2 separate regions of the Sus scrofa genome follow, and region 2 is linked to region 1. A link is a contact called in public Hi-C data. All regions are on one chromosome and are shown on one strand. Each heading gives the region's core, a stretch centred on a gene start, on an enhancer-like site or on the middle of the called end of the contact. The rest is flanking DNA. Distances are from core to core; before and after follow the strand shown.

Region 1 (3,346 bases), core at 280-2,779:
CTTTTAACCATTGGTATAATACAGAGCAGCAAGTATATCCTTCCTAGGCACGTCCATCATTCAATGATCACAGGGCTTCATGGATGCTCCTTATCCAAATTCAACATCCCATTCTTTCCGCAGCTCCTACCAGATCAGGGGGTTTGGAGTCATCTACCATCCTCATCATTATCTTCTGGACACCCTCTGCTTTGTCAGTCTCTCTCACAAGGACTATAACCTTGAATCAGACACTTCTGTTCCCAACATCCCAATATGGTCTTGGAGACCATGGCCTCAGATGATGAGAAGGTAGAAAGCTGTGAGTGCACTTGGAGCTTATCAATACCTCTTTAAAATTCTTTTTGGCTGTGCCCATGGCATGCAGAAGTTCCTGGGCCAAGGATTGAACCTGTGCCTCCGCGAAGTGTAAAACCATGCATTACATATTGAGAAGGCAGAGGCGGATACAATGAGGAACAGGAACTTGTCTGGGACCATGACAGGAATGGATGATCCAATGGGGGAGGAAGAACTGCACATGTAGACTATAAGGAAGTGGCTATTCCGGTTTCTATTTGATGGCCAAGCATTTTGCAAAGACTTGAGCATGTGTGCACAAGGCGAAAACAGCCATTTAAAAATACCTTTTAAAAGTCATTTCCTAGGAGGGGAAAAAGAGCATGCAGTTGTTGTCAGCATCCCCCCATACCAAACCCAAAGTATTGTTCGTATTTTAACTGTGTTTGTGAGTAAGTCTCACAGAGTCCAAGAGATTTACCACCTGAGATGAATTCCATATATTTGAATCTAAGTCTGCAAAAGACTTCCAATTACCTAGCTAGCCACTGAATCAAAGAATCGGTAACTTTTCTAAAACAAAAGAGAAAAATGACCTCTCTTGTTTTGGTAGCATTTCTTTACTTCCTTCCTCTGCTCAAGATCATCATTTCAGAAAGTTGGTATTTGTTGTCAAAAGAACGATTTTTGTGAATTAAAAGTAAAAAGCCATGCTGTCTCCCTTAGAAAAAAAAAAAACAAAAAACAAAAAAACAACTCATCAAAAGAAGGGATCTCTTCCCTTTTCTTGCAAGAGAACATTTAATCTCTGTTGTAGGATTGCAAATATATCTTCATAATGGAGAACAATCATTCAAATGATATGGTACTGTTCAGCCTCTTCCAACACTCGAGTGTAAGTTTCTATTTCTTTCTCTCTCTTTCCCCTCATTGGATTCAGAAAGCCTCATTCTGCAGCAAGCATTACTTCATATCTTTCTTGCAAAGATATGCTTTGGGAAGGAAAATCAGGAAAAGATTGAATTTTATAGACTTGGGAGTGTTTTTTCTTTTTCTGGGACAGAGACAGGAGTTTCAGTACTGAGAGCAAAGGAAGGGGTTAATACTGGCCTTGGCTGGCTGTCAGTTAAACTTTTTTTCTGGCTCTGTCCGGGTTTCCCCTTGAAGGGATTTCCCTCCGCCTCTGCGCTTCTGCAACAAGACCCTTTATAAAGAGCAGACTTTCTATTTCATTCCTCACTGAACCTCACTGGCTTTTGGAGCTCAAGACTCTTCCTGAGCACTTTCAGGGAGGACACAAAGAAGGGTTTTGGAACCATTGTTTCCTCGTCACACAGCAACTTAAAATGCCGAGGAATATCGTCGTGATCTTTGGAGCCTCAAATATACTTTGGATGGTGTTTGCCGTTTGTAAGTTCTCCTTGATCTGTTCCAAATGCTAGCATTGCATTTTAGCCCTGATTTTGGCTTCGGTCAGTTTTGCTATGGTGGTGAAGAAAGGCACTAGGGTTTTTAAAGAGCAAGAGGACTTAATTTAACCTAACTTTCACTGTGCCACTGAGTATTGCTATCTACTGGTTCACTGTCATAGTTGAAGCTGCAAAGTTGATGCTTTTTGTAACCTTTTTTTTTCCATGTCAAATGAGTGAGTAATTGGAGTCCATCTCTAGGAAGGTCTATCTCTTTAGTTTCCTGTACTCGATAATGACATTGGACTTGGCTAGTGACAAAACAACTCTGAGCAATGGGTATCGAGGTCAGAAGTGAGAGTTCTCTTAAGTGAAGGTGATTTCAACACCTTCTTTTGGCAGCAGCTCCAATGCTGCCTTGTGTTGGTCCAAAGCAGTTTTAGGAAGGCGATCAGCCAGGTTGTATTTTGAGTGTTCTACTGGAACAGAGAAGAAGCAATAGGACCGTAAACAAACCCGTGGTACGTTTGGGTTTCTCTTTTTGCCTCTGCAGCTCAAAATGTTAAAGTCGAGATCTTCCCTGAAGACAAAATGATTGCGCAGATTGGTGACTCCGCTTCCCTGACTTGCAGCGCACCGGACTGCGAGTCCTCCCTGTCTTTCTCTTGGAGAACTCAGATAGACAGTCCTCTGAATGGAAAAGTGAAAACTAACGGGACCAGATCCACGCTGGTCATGAATCCCGTTAGTTTTGAGAATGAACACTCCTATCTGTGCACAGTCTCCTGCGGGAATTGAAAGGGGAAAGAGGAATCCAAGTGGAGATCTACTGTGAGTACTTTAGAGATTATTTGATTTTCTCCCCATTTTGCTTTAAAATACGTTTTTTTTTTTTTTTTTAAAGTAAGGTTTTAAAAGAATAACAATTAAGTATGGTATTCATGTCCAGATTCTTGGTTAGAGGACAAAGTGCACCGAGAAAGCGAGTGAATCTTGCACTAGACCAGAAACCCAAATCTTGGCTTCTGTTTCCAACTCTGCCATAAACATGGTGGCCAACTGTAAGACTCAACCTCCCTGGGCTTCAGTTTTCTTAGCCATAAAATGACGTTCTTCAAGGTTCTTTTTATTTTATCAAAATTTTTTCTAGAGCTCCCCTGGTGGTGCAGTGGAAACAAATCTGACTAATATCCATGAGGACGCAGGTTCGATCCCTGGCCTTGCTCAGTGGGTTAAGGATCCGGTGTTGCTGTGAGCTGTGCTGTAGGCCGGTGTCTATAGCTCTGATTCAGCCCTAGCCTGGGAACTTCCATATGCCATGAATGCAGCCCTAAAAATAAAAAAAAAAAAATTCTATTTGATTATTTCTATATTTTGTTAAATGGCGTCACCCAAGGCATATGGAAGTTCCTGGGCCAGTGATTGAATCCAAATCTTTTAGCCCTCGCCACAGAGGATCAAACCTGCACCTCTACAGTAAGCCAAACCGCCACATATGGATTCTTAACCCACTGTGCCACAGTAGAAACTGTGGATTATATCTTTACATATTACTTGTCCGTGTGTCTAAATGAGTCATGAATCCCATCCTTCAGGGATTTTCCATTTATCTATTCTTATGCAATTTGGTGCTTAAAATGAGTCTAAAGATTAAGCAA
Region 2 (3,346 bases), core at 255-2,754, 190 kb before region 1:
CCTTAAGTAACCCCTTCCTAAAGAACGGGTTGCTTGGATGTGGACGGTGGGTGGGGAGTGGCTTTCTGGACAAGGCAGTTTTTCCGGCCTTACCTTCCCGAGTTCGGGCTCGCCGACCCCAGACGCCAGGAGGAGGGAATCACCGCAGCAGGCGGTAGGCTGGCAGGAACGTCTCCAAGTCTGTACCTTTGCCCCCAGGCAAGGGTTGCTGGTTCCCTCGTCCCTCCCTGCTCTGAAATTGTGGGTCCTTTTCCCACCCCCTCCGCCGCTATGCCCCTACTTCATGACCCCGCCGTCTATCTGGAGCCCCACTTCGCCTTCCGCGTTTCCTCTCCCCTGTTAGTCTTTTGCATCGCGGGACAGGGTCTTTCCCGCTCATTGCTGGGGGACCGCAGCCTACTGCGCTCATCGCTAGCTTCCCTGTCGCAGTTGTGTTACTGCCTCTTGAATGGAAGACTTAAGCTATGTGAATGCATCTCTGGTCTCCGGGAGTGGGTATTTTGTGGGGTTTTGTGTGTGTGTGTGTGTCTTTTTGCCATTTCTTGGGCCGCTCCCGCGGCGTATGGAGGTTCCCAGGCTAGGGGTCGAATCGGAGCTGTAGCCACCGGCCTACGCCAGAGCCACAGCAACGCGGGATCCGAGCCACGTCTGCGACCTACACCACAGCTCACGGCAACGCCAGATCCTTAATCCACTGAGCAAGGTCAGGGATCCAACCCGCAACCTCATGGTTCCTAGTCGGACTCGTTAACCACTGCGCCACAACGGGAACTCCAGGAGCGGGTATTTTGGGATAGAGGTGGTTTAGATTATAGGAGGTGTAGGGGCGCCAGATTTAGCAAATAAAAATAGTGGATGCTCCGTTAAATTTGAACTTTAGATAGTGAGGACTTCTCTAGCATGTCTCAAATATGGCACCAAACAGACATTCTGTTTTACCTGGAAATCTTGTGTCAGCTACTCAGAAAATGTGAAATAAGATTTGCTCTCAGCCTGGTTGTTAGCTTCTGAGGAGGCTCGCATTCGAGATTTTTCAGCACGGTGAAAGATATTTTACTGAGATTTCAGTGAGGGGATGGAGCCGGGACGGAACCTCTCGCTCCTCACGTGCAGCTTTTCATATCGCCACTGGGTGGTGCTGTTCTCCGGCTTTGCGTCTGCGAACCGGTTTCTGTCCCTTTTTATGCTAATAGTCTGGTAGGTGTGGGGGATTGTACTGTTCCTCTGCCTAGCGCTGCTGTAATTGACTTATTCAGACGAGCATGGCTTTGGTTCTGACAGAAATTAAAATACCATTCTGTAGGCCCTTGTTTCTATGTTTAAGATGTGAGTAGGCGGGAGGTGCTTTGCTGAACAGAGGAGCAGCAACTGGAAGCTGCATTTTGCCGGAGCCCCTGCGACGGAAACGCGGCATGTGGCCCGGGGTTCAGCTGAGGGCTCCTCTGTCAAACTTCGTCCACGTGGACAGAACCCCCTCCGCGTTTCTTAGCAGGATGGGCCCCTGACTTGCAGGACTCTCTGTCCCGGGGGTGGGGTGGTGGATCTGTGAGGGAGTTGTCTTTTGCTCACGCCCTGTGAACGTCTGCTTTCCGTTCCCCCGGGGTGGCGGTGCGCTGGCTCGCCCCCCGTGTCACTCGTCTGCACCCTGGCTTTGCCTCTGTCCCATCTTGTTAAAGCTTGCCCGGGCCCAAGGAAAGGCCTGCATTTCACATGCACTCGGAACCTCGGCATCCACGCGATCCCGCATCCGCCAGGTGGACTGCAAAGGGCTTGGGCATCCGCGGGTTTCGCCCTCCGCGGGGGTCCTGGCACCAGTCCCTCTCGGAGGCCTAGAGACACCCGAGTGTCACTGGAACTCGAGAGCTAATGGGAACATGGTAGCTGCTAAAATTTAGTAGGAGTTTTTCATATGCTGCCTTTCAAAGTTTATTTGTTCACATATACAGGTGGTGACGCCTTTTTGAGAGTGTTTCTTTTTCATAAATTTAATTTTATTGGAGTGTAGTTGACCTACAATGCTGTATTAGTTTCAGGTGTGCTGCAAAGTGAATCAGTCACACATGTAAATATATCCATCCTTTTTTCCCATACAGAGCATTACAAACTGTTGAGATTTTCCTGTGCTACACAGTAGGTTCTTGTTAATCATCTTTTTTCTTTTTTTACTTTTTAGGGCCACACTTGCAGCATATGGAAATTCCCATGCTAGGGATCAAATTGAATCGGAGCTGCAGCTGCTGGCCTACGCCACAGCCACAGCAACACCAGATCCCAGCTGTATCTGTGGCTTTCGCCCATGCAGCTTGCTGCAACACAGGATCATTAACCCACTGAGCGAGGTCAGGGATCGAACCCGCGTCCTCATGGATAGTAGTCGGGTTCTTAACCGGTTAAGCCACAACGGAATTCCAATCATCTATTTTATACAGTAGTGTGTGTATATTACTCCCACCCTCCTAATTCTTCCCTCTTCCCAATGGTTTCACCTACGTGGGACTGAGTCTTATTTCATTTGCCTCCACTTGTACACACATGTAGGATTTCTTTCATAAGCATTAACACTTGCGATTTAATTACAGCTGTATTGCTTTTAATAGCATACTTTGCTACTGTAGGCCTGTTAATTATTTTGACATCTGCTCTAATTAAGTCAGCTTAATTTTCTGAGAATTAAAGTAGCGCTGAGGATTTTAATTGAACTATAGGGAGGAGGGAGAAGGAATCTTACCCCATGTCAAATGAACTTTGGGAGCTGCTGAAAAGGGAATGGCTGTGTCAGTCCCCAACATAAAATACTAAAAAGAGAGACAGACTGGAAACGAATTTGCTGGGAATGTGTGAGAGCTTGTAGTTCAATATTTGTAGTTTGCCTTCTGGTTGATAAAAGGAATGGCTATGATTTCGTGAAGCTTTCTAGCACAAATAATCATTAAAACAACGGCAACATTGTGATGTTCCAGGATGTGATTTTTGATGTTCTGTAGGGGTTTCAGAAAACGCCTGGCGCTGTAAGGCAATCAAGTGTTTAACTTGGTATAAATAGAAGACTTTTCAACGTCTTTGCTCACTGTGCCAGAGAGCCCTTTAATTATAAATGCTTTAAAAAATTTGTTAAAGTTTTTATAGGAACTTAGTGAAATGTTCCTATTCTGTTGAATTGTGGTAAGAGCTCCTAACTATTGCGTGCTAAGTAGGTTCTTTTTATAGATCTAAATTATAGACTCTTTTTAAAAGGGGGAAGCAACTTTAGTTTTAGAGAAATTTGAACAATTTCTGCACCACCACTTTTTGGGTGGTGAGTGTGTGCAATGAGGAAGGAGCCTAACTGAGGGAGTGGGTGGCCTTT

What was found. Hi-C and Micro-C count contacts between places; a contact is called where the count stands out from the background.
Region 2: a Hi-C map of retroperitoneal adipose tissue shows a contact between it and region 1, with 1.7 times the contacts expected there. The contact joins the enhancer-like site here to the promoter of VCAM1 in region 1. A contact is called at or near these places in 6 of 47 Hi-C or Micro-C datasets (embryonic fibroblasts, fetal heart ventricle, liver and 2 more) and 2 of 2 datasets of contacts at active chromatin or transcription factors (alveolar macrophages and skeletal muscle).

What each region holds. Positions count from the first base shown.
Region 1 is chr4:117,509,394-117,512,739 of Sscrofa11.1, reverse strand. VCAM1 (vascular cell adhesion molecule 1) reads left to right here and starts at 1,529. Exons shown (of 8, transcript NM_213891.1): 1 at 1,529-1,689; 2 at 2,242-2,482; 3 at 2,485-2,519. The coding sequence starts at 1,626.
Region 2 is chr4:117,697,504-117,700,849 of Sscrofa11.1, reverse strand. The region is part of intron 9 of CDC14A (dual specificity protein phosphatase CDC14A); the gene reads left to right. Among named protein-coding and RNA genes, the nearest start is that of GPR88, 75 kb to the right of the region's middle. Within about 2 kb of position 1,504, at least 7 of the 83 cell types and tissues checked have an H3K27ac peak or open chromatin away from gene starts, as enhancers often do. A contact at or near this core is called in retroperitoneal adipose tissue, where this site is marked.